Linked DNA regions of Mus musculus: region 2 is linked to region 1. Evidence: chromatin contacts called from public Hi-C data. All regions are on one chromosome and are shown on one strand. The core of a region is the stretch at or near the end of the contact, and the rest is flanking DNA. Distances in the headings are between cores, read along the strand shown.

Region 1 (6,626 bases), core at 1,341-3,840:
CTGTTGATTATAAATGACCCAGTCTGTGAGATTCCTCTGCAGTAGCAGGTGACAGCCAGGGACATAGACAACCTAAAAGGATGGGGCTGGGGACCAGGGTGGACTGAGTACCTGGAGACAGAGATTCAGAGTAGGGCAGGGTAGCCTGGTGCTCATGGGACCATGTGAATTGGAACCCAGATTTGAGTCAGACCTTCCCAATTAGCCTTGAAAAGGGGAAGCAACACTCCACGGGCCTGAAAGAAGAACAAAGAGAGACAGAGAAATGACGGAATACCCCGATGAGCCGCTGACGCCTGCTCTGGCCTTTAAAATGCAGGGAGTATGGCAATCTAATAAACATGGCAACAAAGCGTTTGTCACCAAGCTAATTTTATTAGAACAGATCTCAAATGGCTAATTTCCTTTTACTAATGAGCAAATTAGTTGAATCTCTGATCTGCTTTTAAGGCACTTATACTAATAAAACATGAGCGACAGGGAAATTTGCTGTGAGACGCGGTGATACGTGCATCTGGGGTGAAGGGACTCTGCTGTCATGGAGGACTGCTCTGTTGGAGCTCTGCTCAGAAGTGTCTGGGCTGTGCAGGAGAGCCTAGAATGCCAGCCATTAAAGGAACAGGAGTAGTGGCCTGGTCAGAGCCTTTGGAGAGCCTGGGGCCTGGCTGGGCAGTAGAGCGAGGATGCGCTGAGTGAGAAGAGTGGCCCCTCAGGCTTTCACCCATCTTTGCATCCTTCGGAGCTGGAGAGGTGGCTTGGTGGCTAAGTGGAAACACTGTTCTTGCAGATGACCAGAGTTTGGTTCCCAGCGCTCACACTTGGCAGCTCACAACAGCCTGGACCAGGGCACCTGCACTCATGCACAGATACACACACAAACACACATACTCACATAGACATAGTTAGAATAAGGCTTTAAAAGTTGTTCTTGGCACCCTCCATACTTTCTCTGCTATGTGTTATGTGCACAGAAGGACCTCCCAAGATGTCCCCAGCCCTCTCCGGATCCAGAATGGCCCTCCCCAAAGCTGAAGACTTTTGGAGCAAACCTCCTTTTTCCAGCCAATACTGAGGCTCCTGACTCCAGTTCGTTGTGTGAGTTTTATAGACACAATGCAGACCGTTTATTTCTTCAGCAAAGAGGCTCTGATCATGTTTATTGCAACTAGCCAAGGCACAGTCAATTGCTACCTGGGGGAGAGGCAGGCAGGAAGGTTCTGGCCCATCAGAACTCAGAGGTGGTACTCACACTCATCTGAGCTGAAAGGTGATAGACGATGTCTCCAACTTTCTCCTGTGGCTTTTTGCTTTGGTACACAAAACTAGGCTTTAGCAGCTAGATCAGAGAAAAGGGTTAGGAGGTAGGTGGTGGCAACCACAAATTCAGAACATCCCCTGCTTCCAAGTGGCTTTGCACAGACAAAGAAACAGGATGTCCCAGATAGGGGTTGTAGAAGGAGGCAGCCCCTGTTTTCCCTTCCTGTCCAAAATAAGCTCTAACATCTGCTTAAGGTATGTGCTTAAAGGAGTGGAGACCTGAGGGTGCAGACACTTGGAAAGTGGGCGTCACCCACATGCCTTCAAAATACACTCCTTGGGGGGCCAGATTGGCATGAAAAAGATGTATCATTGAAATATAAAGTCAGACATGGGGATTTGGAGCAGCTGTCCCACCCACCAGGGTGACTCATGTCTACCACAAGGCTTCTCCCTACTGTAGACCTTGACTCTTCACCTGGACTCACAGAAGCTATTATGTGGAGTCTACAGAAGAGCTGAAGAGCAGCAGTATCCCACAATGGCCTGCTGCCTGGAGTCGGCTGGCTGATCATTTGTTAGGAGTTGTCTTTCCTCCTATGACAGGGATTCTCAACCCATAGGTCTCAACCACTTTAAGGGTGGAGTATCTCTTTCACAATGCATGCAGATATCCTGCATGCCAGACATTTACATGATAATCCATAAGAGTAGCAAAGTTACAGTTATGAGGTAGCAATAGAATAATTTTATGGCAAACTTTATATGCCCCAGTACAGGGGAATACCAGGGCCAAAAAGGGGGAGTGGGTGGGCAGGGGAGTGGGGGTGGGTGGATATGGGGGACTTTTGGTATAGCATTGGAAATGTAAATGAGTTAAATACCTAATAAAAAATGGAAAAAAAAAAAAAAAAAGAATAATTTTATGGCTGGGAGGGGGGTCACCATAACATGAGGAACTGTATTAAAGTGTCGCGACATGAGGAAGGTTGAGAACCACTACTCTAGGACTTGCAGTATGAGGACAGTGAGATGGGGGTGTCCTCTGGTCACACCTGTGGACAATAAATCAGTTACTTTTCACATCACTATGACCAAATAGTTGACAAAAAACAATCTAAGAACAGGTCACCTTGGGCTCGTGGTCCATCACAGCAAGCTCATGACAAGAGGAGTTTGTGGTTGAGAGTCTTCACATCTCCATAGACCAGAAAGCAGAGAAAGGAGATGGCCGAAGAAACTCCACCCTGTGGGATTATACAGCCCATGTTCACAGCGTGTCTTCCCACCCCTCTCAGTGGATCCTTTCCGGAAATGTCCTATAGACGCAGCCCTAGGTGTGACTCATGAATGCCCTAGGAGATCATCTAATCAAGTCTACGAGAGAAATTAACCATCCCAGGAGCCCTCCTAATTGAAAAGGACAGTTTCAAGAGAAGACAGCTCTTTATCATCTGCAGCTAGCAAGGGTCTGGCCTTGATACCCCAGAGGACCTCAACACCCTCTGAGGACAGCTCGCTCAACACCTGCTGTAACTCACAAGTGCACAGCCCTACTCTCGGCTAGCCTAGCATCTCCAGTCTCACACATGCAGTTGAGTCTTAATCTAGCAGCACAGCCAAATCTACTGCAAGTTTTCCTTGGGAGGGACCAAAAGGTAGGGCAGAATACAAACAGTGCCAGAAGGTCATAAGGCGCCAGGCCAAGGGCTTGCCATTTTGCACTTACTGTAAATTCCCAGGCTACTTTCATCTTGAATCAGTGGCTGTGACCTGCCACAGAAGTCACAGCCACAGACTTTATCTGTGCCTCTGTTATCTATCTGTCTCTCCACATGCCAAGTCCGCCCCCACCCCATCTGTCTGTACCCCCCCACACACACTCCCCACACAGTCCCCAGGGCCACCTCTCTGAAGTACACTGGCCTCATTCATTATTCAGCCATTTCCTTAGTTCAGAGGCCCAGGGGCCAGAGGGTTGGCAGTTTGTGCGCTCTTTCATCTCCCAGGTTGTGTGAGGAATGCAGAAATGCTGGGCTGGTGTCCAGAGCAAGGCCAGAAGGCTGGCGGTACAGGGCCTGTGTGAGCCTTGATGCTTTCACTCCAGGTAGCCCAGCCTCACAAGGCTGACCCCTGCCCTCACCCCTAGAATTACCCCACAGACAGAGCATGTCCCTGCTGGGCTCTGACACCCCCACACACATACACACTCCAGGGAGCTCTGACCCACAGTTGCCCCGTCCTTGTTTCTCAACAGAGAGCTGGGGTTTGATCCTAGTGTGTCTGGGTCTAAGCACCAGCACATCACAATGGCAAGTGGTGAGATCTGCCTTGTCTATAAACAGCATGCCACTCGCTTGAGGACCAGCTTTGGGCCAAAGGCAGCAGGAAAGTCTTTGAAAACCCTGGGAAGAGGAAGAAAGGCCCTGCCCAAAGTGATGTTGACATCCAGAGCACTCAGCCCGGAAGCCAGCATGAAGCCCAGCTATGTGTGATGCCCTGACTCTTGCTTCAGGAAGCAGCACTGGCCTCTGGGAGCTCGGAAAGCAAAAGTCCCCCTCAACAGCACATACCCTGTGACATACATACAGACCTGAGGCATGGCTTGCCTCCCCTCACAACCTGATCAATACTGTAGAGGTAATGGCCTCAGTGGGCCTAAGGTCCAAAACTATCCAAAGAGCAGTGGCTTAATACTATACGCTACCCCAGATATCAGTCTAGTCTGTCCTGGTTCCAGCTGTCACAGTCCAATCCCATGTCCCTCATTGTGCCCTATCAGAGTCCCCTCCCTTATCTCTAGTCCTCTACTTGAACCCAGCCCCCTAGATTTCAAGTCCACTCTAGCTCGCCAGTTCCATCTGGCCAAAAGCTTTCTTCTTCTCTTCAGTCCGATTCTTTGATCCCTTACCAACAGCCCCCAAAATACTCTGTCCACACCAATGAGTCCTTCCTGCTTTGCAGATAGTTTATCAAATAGAAGCCAAAAGCCTGGTAAGGACAGAGCAATGCCATCAGAGGCGGGATGGGTGTCCCCTCACTAGGGTAGCAGGAGAAAGAATATCTCTCCATTGTTAGCCCCAAAACTCAGCCCAGCAAAGAACCTGGATGCATCAGGATCACCTTCCCTCTCATGCTCTCTGCTTGGAGAATACCCAGTTTGGGAGCTATGTGGGATTCGGGGACTTGGCTATCAGTGTTCTGTGAATTCTGGAGCTGAGTAGGCCTAAGAATGGGGGAATAGGGGCTATTCCAGTCCCCAAGTGGCTCACTGAAGTATGCTGTAAATGGGACTTGTGAAACCCCCAGAGGTCAGCATGAGGCCAAACATGTGCTAGGAGTCATAAGTTCTTCCTAGCCAGTCAAGTCTGCTACTCTTGTCTCAATCCATATTCTGCTACTGTGACAAAATGACCCAGACCAGGTATTTTATAAAGAATGTGAAATGGTTTCTCACAGTCCCGAATGCTGAGAAACCCAACATCCAGGCTCCAGCACTTGGTGACAGCCATCTCAGGAGCTTGTCTCATGGAAAGGGCAGAAGAGTCAGAGAGTAGGAGAGAGGACGAATGAAAGAGTTCCAAACTTGCTTCCTTAATGAACTCATTCACACAGTGATGACATTAATCCAGTCAGGCGGGCAAAGCTCTCATGACCTAGTCACCTCTTTAAGGTCTCACCTCTCACCACTATTGCATGGAGATAAACTTCAGAGAATACTTTTATATTCAGACAGTTTTCTCTATCCTTTATGTCTACAATCATTCTTGACTCTTTCCAACTCTAACTCTCTCTCTCTCTCTCTCTCTCTCTCTCTCTCTCTCCTCTCTACCTTCCCCCCACACACAGATGAACTATTTGCCCAACTTGAAATGGATTAGGTGGATTGGACAATGAAGAGAGTGTGGAACATTCAAGGACATCAAACCAGGAGACCAGGAGACCAAAAGCCGGGACAAGGACAAGCCATGTCTCCAAAGCTCTGTTTTCTCATGCAGAATGTGTACAAGTCCAACTGTGTGGTCCCAGATGTACTGCAGAGCACAGAACACTGCCTTCCTCATGCTGGGAAGCTGAGCCAACTCGTGGGCCTGCATCAGCAGCTCATCCTCAATCTACCTAGACAAGAAGGATTCCTGGCTTCTTGCACTATGGCCGTTTCACCCTCCCACCAGTGTGTCCCAGACTCCCTGAAGTCCCAGTCTGCCCTGCCTACAAAGGTTGTTTGAGAATCAAATGGAAGTTGGACTCACACCTAGAGAAGAATGACTCAAAGAAGACTTGGCTGGGGTGTAGGGTAAGAGGGAAGAAGGTCCCCCACCTGGACCCAGGCCCCTGTAGACCACCACAGGCCCCTGATTGACTAGGCCAGTCTTCTCCAAGGGTCTGGGACCACCTGAGCCATCTCTCTGATCACAGCAAGCTTGTAGCTGCCTCCATTTGAGTTGGTAATGATGCGCGTTTTGTAGTTTTTAGCTTAAGATCTTCAGACTCCTCCCTCTGCTCTCTTCCTTATTAAAGTCTCCCTTACCCAGCTTATGTAATATCCAGAAATCAATTGCTTATTTTCCTGTCTGTTTAGAAATGAAAGTGGCACATCGAGGGGAGCCTGCAAGCCAGGAGGCAGCCCCAGGCTGAGCCGGAGGCACCAGGAGGGGAGGACCAGCAGCTGGCTTCTAAGCAGGCTTGGAAGGAAGCTGAGCCTTTGGGATTTCTGAGGCCTGCGGCTGGAAAAGACCCCAGAGTCGAGTTCTCAGTGACAAAACTGCCCTCCTCTCTCCTCTGCTCTCCACACACAGGACCTGGAACATGGAGCCCTCTGGAGACCATAGTTTGCCAGGTAGAAAGAGGCTGGGCCAGGCACGTTGAGCAAAGTTAGTTGCTAGGGGTGGGGAGGGGTCAGTGAAAACAATTTCAAATTCATCTGCAAACTGCCTGCATACTTTTTGAACTAACTGTCCACGGGGGTTGGGTTTGAAGAGGCTCTCTAATCAGGTGGTAGTCAGAGAAGACTGGCCTAATCAATAGGACCCTGTGCTGTCCTACAGGAGATTGAGTCCAGGAAGGGTTTCTTTCCTCCTACCCTATGGCCCAGGCCGCACCTCCTTTGCTCCACTTTCTTAGACTGCAAATCCAACTTCTATTTGAGTCTCAAAAAGCCTTTGGAGGCATGACAGGTTGGGATTGCTATGAGACTGGGGCATGCTGGGTAGGAGGCTGGAATAGCCCTGAGTAAAGCCCAGGACCCTCCCTCTTCAGGAAAAGGAACTTGGATTGAGGTTGAGCTGTGAGTGAAAGTCTGTTCAACCTAACTGAGCCTAGGGATCCAAGAGGAAAACAGCTACGAAGTTCTGAGCGTGTTCACAAAT
Region 2 (6,626 bases), core at 2,619-5,118, 360 kb before region 1:
CAACCCAAACTAAGTAGGTGTAAAAAGACCGTAGGAAAACCTGTTACTTTGTAAGGTGATCAACAAATAAAAGTTAAAAACATATACCTAGTTCCCTGTGACCCAGTGATGATTTCTATGAACCTACGAGGCTTTTGCTGTTGTTCTTTTATTACCACTGTTTCAACTGCATGTTTTCCAGGCCTCTTAACCCTGTGGAATGTGTTGTCTTCGGTCTTTGCCTGCCTAGCTATAGGTTTTCTTTAAAAGATACTACCTCGTAATTATAATATTATGTAGCCCATACTCCAATCATTTTGGAATACATTTTAACCATTTTCTTACATTAGTATTCTCTTGTAAAATGGCATTTTCTTTTATTTGTGCTTTGTCCTCATGATTTAAAAATGCACTTGTTTCTTTCCTTTATTTGTGCATGTGTGCATGAGTGCATGTGAGTGTGTATGTATGTATGTGTGTGTGTGTGTGTATGTAGGTTTGTGTGTATAAAGGTGCATGTGTGGGAATCATAGAACAACTCTGGAGAGTTCTCTCCTTCTACTCTGTGGGTCCTGGGTTCAAACTCAGGTTGCCAGCCATGCCAGCAAGTGTTTCCACCTGCTGAGCCAGCTCACCAGCCCTCGGGATTTTTAATATTCAAACAAATCACAAATGAAGAAATACAAATGGTTGGGAAACATGGAAAACACATAGCCTCTGCCAAAATCCAAGATAAGGAATGAGATGGTTTTACACATCTGATCAGCATTGATCTTTCTTTAAAGCTCACAAATTGCACCTCGCTTATCACCCAGATGACAAAGTAGACGATTCTCCCTTTGCATGGCTAGCAGGTAAAAACCTATACAGTTTTATCTATCAAAGTATAAACTGTGCATGATTGCTCATTTAATAGTTCTCGAATTTACCCTATGGGAATAATTGCCTAAGTAGGAAACAGTATAAGTACAAGAATGTTTGTGAAAGCCTTATTTGTAACAGCAAAATTTTACTTACACGCCAATCAATAAGAGAGCAATCCAGTAAAGCATGAGACATACAAGGGAGAAGTAGTACGCAATCATTAAAAATGATAATGTGGTTCTATACTTATTGACTCGGAGAGATGTCTTTGACATTTTGTGTCGTAAAAGGGAGGGGGGGAAAACAGATAACAGAGGAGCCTGCAGAGCTGACTTCCTTCATGTGTAGTCACATGCACAGATCTGTATGCAAAACGCCCAAAGCGTTACCGGCTTAGTAAGAGGGGCTTAAAGGTTGATGTCTGGCTAGAGTGGGTGGGGGGCTGTGGGGACAGCATTGGGCCCTCACTTTGAGTCTACAATTGCTAACCAACCATCAGGGCTTCTTTTGTTGCTCAGGAGGTAGGTTCATTTAGGAAAACAAAGGGGAGTCTGGAAACCCCTCAGTCTGCCGAAGCTATAGACCAAAACATTAACGATGATTCTCTCTTAGATGCGGGGCTTGAGTTGTTTTAATTTCCACTTTAATCTTCTGGTTATTATGTAAATACTTTACAGAACAGTAAAATATTTTTGTACTGTTTGTTGTTTTAAAGACGCAAAAGCCCTGGGACCTTTTGCATTTGGTTTTTATTGATCCTCACATAGCAGAGATTGCTGCAGCCTTTTGAAGTTCCCTTCCTCCAAGAACTTTGGACCTCTTAACAGGTGCAAGATGTCTGGGTATGTGCAAGAAAGAGGAGGTTCCATTCGGAGTCTACCTACACAACATCCCACCACTACCTACACAATGCTCCTCATGCTGGACATCCAGCCACTATCAGAAGGACAGTAACCCTGACCTATTTTTGGGGGGTTTGGCAACTCCACTACCTTCTTCTTGCTTTTCTTTCGTTGGTTCTGATTCTGCATTTAATGCTCCCCAAATATGGAAACCCCTACCACCACCTCCATCCCTAACCTTGACTCTCAGTCCTAGCAGTCTCCTATCTGACATCTGACTTTGCTCTCACTTCCATTTTGGACTTTGCAGTTCTTTGGCAATTTTAGAACAGCTCCAATATAACTGCAACCTATCCTACTCAATTCAACAGTTCTTGTACCAAGTTCTCATTATGTACACAATCCCTGGGCTGCCCCTTTGGGACATGGAAACAATGATTCTGAGTCCCCATTCTCGGGGTTTGAGGGAGGGGTGCTCAGTATGTCAAAAGCCACAATAGGTTGGTCACAATAATGTCATGCAAATGACACTGTAAAGATTGTAATTGCCAAGCCCTGCTATGGACACTTTGCATATCATCTCATTTAACACTCTTGTTATTACCTTTAACACCAGTGTCATTATTACACCCATTCAAAGACCAGGAAACTGAGGCACAGGGCATAACTTCTTCAAAGGAACCAAGGAATGAATGGCAGGAAGATCAAGATTGGAACCCAGGTCATTTGGCTCCTAGAGAATCTGGGTTTTAGTATCAAGTTCCAAAAAGCAGAACTGCTGAGCACTGTGTTGGGCATGCATCCAACAAGCTACGGAAGCTCTGCAAAGCGAGGTGTGAGCTCTTCTGGCTCAGACTCTTGGCTTCTTTCTGTATGTGGATGTGGGTGGGTGGGTAATGTGTGTGGGTGCATGCTTGTGTGTGTGTGTGTGTGTGTGTGTGTGTGTGTGCGCGTGTGTGTGTGTGCTCAGAAGAGCACACACGTTTGTGTCCATGCAGATGAAGGACAGAGGACAGCTCAGAGTCGTATTCTTTCTCGGGCACCATTCACCTTGTTTTTAGGCACAAGGTCTTTCACTTGTCCTGGGATTCACCAATCCGGCTGGGCTGCCAGATTAGCAAGCTTCAGAGATCTGCTCTCTCTGCTTATCCAGCTATGAGGAGGCAAGCGCCTATCACCATCCCAGGCTTTTTATATGGGTCCCGGGGATGAAACCCTGGGCATTTCCTGGCTTAGCCATCTTCTCAGCCATGATTGTTAGCTTCCTTAAACAACACCCTTTATGCCACTCATCTGTTCAACCAATGTCCCTCTGGGAGGGAGCTGACCCAGACTCTGCCCATACCACTTCAGATCCCGCCAGTTATATCTGGGTCCGTACGCCAGGAGATGAGGTGCACAGAGCACACCTAAGTTCAGAGCTATCCCAGTTGTCTCTGAGCTTTGTCCCCTCTGATGAACACGACCCTACAGACATTTTGTGTCCACTGGTACGCCATGCCTTCCACAATGAAGGTGTCCCAACGGGGCTTTGTTTAAACTAAATGTTTGCAAATTGAGTCCCATTTAGAATGTACTGGAATGGCCACCTGATAACACAGTAGCACTCACTAGCACTGGGTGGTTCTCTTGTACTGGAAACTTTCTTGCGATAACCATTTAATTCTTAATACGCCTGTGTAAGGCAGAGATGACGAAGAAACTAAAACCTTGAGAAGTCACCACACTCGCTCAAGGGTCAGCAGCTAATAAGAGGCATCTGACTCTTAAAGGATCACTTAAGCCAGTTTTTAAGCAGACTCTGGAAGAATCAAGTTTTCCAAGCTTTGTCATGTTTTCTGAAAAGAAGACGGACCACACTTTCTTGGAGCAATCTTCAGACTTTATGCGAGGCTGAGAAGAAATCTAAGTGTTTGAGAGGCTCTGGCAACTTCTAGGAAGGAGACAGTAGATGGGGCTTACCAAGGTCTTCCAGCAGGGGGCTCTCTAGAGCTGCCCTGCCAGAACTAGGGACCAAATGAGCGCTTCTGCAGTGTCAGTGCCTTCATGGTCCAGCCACGAAGTCTGGCTGGTAAAGACAGCTGTGTGAAACCCCAGGATAGGGTCTCTAGGAGCATGGGCAGTCGCTAAAAGGGAGCTGCATAAGGGCGGCTCACTCTCTGTGATACGCCGCTTCCGTAGTCATAAACACTGCAGCTGAAGATTCCCATGGGGCCTTCCTAATGGAGGAGATGGATACACTCCAGCGCAACCCGCGGGGTTTCACGCGCAGCTCTGACTAAACTCCCTATAAAATCAATCCCGCCTTTTCTCCAGCTGTGACAGGGTGTTCTAATATTAATCCACTCTCCTTGTAGCCCCCCCGTACCCCCACCCCAGCAAAGGCTTTAATGATCTTTAGCCAGGCATAAATAAGGCCACATATTCAAGCAGAGAACGCCTGCGCGGAGGAGACTGCTTCCTTTATTCAGCACCACAGCGGCCCCTGTGCCCCCTTGAGCAGCTTTCTTCTCTCCCACGGGTGGGGGCTGCAGAAGAGGCAAGCCCCCGAGGCGGGATGGATGGATGGGAGGGCCAGGGCTTCCCAAATTGTTCCATTGGGACCTCAGTTGTTTGCTCTCACTCCTAAGGGTCCCCTGGATGCTGCCTGGCGCTAGCCCCTCAGCTTCTAGCTCTGCTTCCTGTGTCTTGGGCATCTCCTTGGAAGCTCTGTTAGCTTCCTTCTCTCCTAAGAGGAGCTGGGTCTGGAGAGAGGCTCCTAGCAGCCAAGGGAAGAAGGGAAAGTGCTCAGAGATAAGCAGACAGGTAAGGGAAGAGTCGGAGGTGCAGATGCTGAGGTGAGCAAATAGCTGAGTTGTTGAGAGGGGCTAATCGGCAAAGCCTTCCGCCTCCTATCTCGGGACCCTCCTCTGAGTCCTCACGGCCCAGTGGTGTTTATGTGAACCAAGCAGAAGCCCCCGTACTGTCTTTGGGGAAGCTCTGGGGGCTTATTTTCTAGCAGGGAGCTGTTTTAAGAGTTGCAGGATCAGCTGCCCTCTGCATAAGCTAGCTAGCTGCCTGGCTGCATCTAAACCCTTCCAGCAAACTCCTTCCAGCGACAGCAAGCCCAGAGCCTAGTCAGAGTTTACCTTCCGACTTCAGAAAACAATCCAAACGGTCCCAGGGCCATTATGCAGGCATACAGCTAGCTCTGCAGAGGGGCAGATCCTTAGCACCTCGGAGTGAAGGGGGTCTGATGGCTCCAGGTTCCCCTATAGTCTTAATGGTCTTAGACTCCTGGATGATGTCAAGGAAGAATGCTAGGCCATTGTACTCTCTCAAAATAACCTGGTTTGTTAGTTTGTGTCACATTACAACAAACATTTTGCCCAAGAAAGCAAAGGCAGAGAGGGCATCGCTACCAACATCAACCCATGGCTGTATTTGAGCATCTTTCTTCTTTCAAGGGTTGAGCTGTGGCTTTGGACTTGCCCCCAATGCCCTGGAGTGATCTTTTGCCTGCAAAAGTCCCATTGTGAGGTGGAGAGAAGGCTTATGGGGTCTTGGGACTGGTCCTTAAAGCTTGTTCCTTCAAGCTTGTTCATCTACAGGAGGAGATGATGAGGTCATCGCCCTGGGGTGATGGTAAGGCTTCCTGTTTTAGTTACAGCATAGCTTTCACTTACTCTTTAACAATTTCAAACATGTGTCTTGATCACATCCACCCTCAACTCTCCAGAATCAAATGTGGTTGTTCCACTAAACACACATGCTTTCTAGATATTTATCTGTATGCCTATAGTGTCGTGCCACGACTTTGGCCACAGAAGCCTCTCCCTGCAGTAGCAGTTAATACTCACAACTATCAGGGGGCTGAGAACAAATGACTCTTGAGCACTTAACCCTAACCGGGAAGTCTGTATCAATCCACTAACCCCAGTCCCACTGCCCCAAGGCTCAGGAAACATGGAAGAAAAGGTGGGCACAAGGTAAAGAGCCAGAGGATGGGAGGGATGCAGTAAAATGTTGTCTTCTAGACTTGGTATGGATGTTGGATTAATGAACTCACAACAGCTATCCTTATTTGCACAAGACCTGCACATGGTAAGGTCAACAAGACCAGGCACATACCGGATGGCAACACTAACCAGACTCATTAGGTTAAAAAGTGATTTCAACACTTAGAATAGCACCCGTTACACAAGAAGCAGGCAGTGAGCATGGTAACAGTATTGCTAGTAACATCATTTTGATTATTTGATCTAGTTCCTCATAAGGTGTGCGGACTGTTCCTTCTTTTTCAAGCAGCTGAAGTTACTCGCTGGAGTATCCTAAGTACCCATATGGGTCTTGTGTGGAAAGACAGGGTGTCACCATGGGTAAAGTTGAATGCCACCATCCTGGGGCTTAGTCTTGGTTGAGGTGAGAAGGGAAAAGCCTGACGCTGGCTCTTTGTAAGGTCACATAGTATGTGGGTTGCTTTTGAGTTGGTACAACCAGTATGCCAGGTACAACTTAAAGTAGGGAAAGGTTTATTTTGGCTTCTGCTTTCAGGAAGTCTCCTTCCATCATGGTGGGGAGGGCACATTTGTAGACACAGAAGTAGACTACCATTATGGAGGACCAGCAAGCTGAGAGCCACTGAAGCTAGGATCTAGGCTCCAACCTTCAAAGGCCCGTGTCTCCGATCCACTTCTGCCAGTCTCATGTCGTGAGGGTCCACCGCCTCCCAAAATAGGACCACCAGCTGGGAACAAAGGGGTTCAAAGCATTAGCCTAAGGGGTGCCTTTCTGCTTCAAACCATTTTACAGCCTGTCTAGTGTGGCATGGCAACGGGTACTTCCTCTTTGTTCCTTCTCTGTCAAAGCCCACTGTGTGCCACCTCATCCTTAAAAGTTAACCTTCCAAGTAAGAGCAAAAGACGAGGCATGAAGTCCAGTGTGTGAGCCTTCAAGCCCGAG

What was found. A called contact is a pair of places that touch in the nucleus more often than the background predicts.
Region 2: a Hi-C map of the N1E-115 cell line shows a contact between it and region 1, with 4 times the contacts expected there. The contact joins two enhancer-like sites. A contact is called at or near these places in 1 of 484 Hi-C or Micro-C datasets (the N1E-115 cell line), 1 of 115 datasets of contacts at active chromatin or transcription factors (embryonic hindbrain) and 1 of 9 other capture datasets (embryonic stem cells).

Annotation. Positions count from the first base shown.
Region 1 is chr9:46,451,730-46,458,355 of GRCm38.p6, reverse strand. All of the region lies in intron 1 of Gm31432 (a long non-coding RNA gene), which reads right to left. Among named protein-coding and RNA genes, the nearest start is that of Gm31432, 66 kb to the right of the region's middle. Within about 2 kb of position 2,590, at least 19 of the 459 cell types and tissues checked have an H3K27ac peak or open chromatin away from gene starts, as enhancers often do. A contact at or near this core is called in the N1E-115 cell line, where this site is marked.
Region 2 is chr9:46,812,208-46,818,833 of GRCm38.p6, reverse strand. No RefSeq gene overlaps it. Among named protein-coding and RNA genes, the nearest start is that of Gm31614, 15 kb to the left of the region's middle. Within about 2 kb of position 3,868, at least 39 of the 459 cell types and tissues checked have an H3K27ac peak or open chromatin away from gene starts, as enhancers often do. A contact at or near this core is called in the N1E-115 cell line, where this site is marked.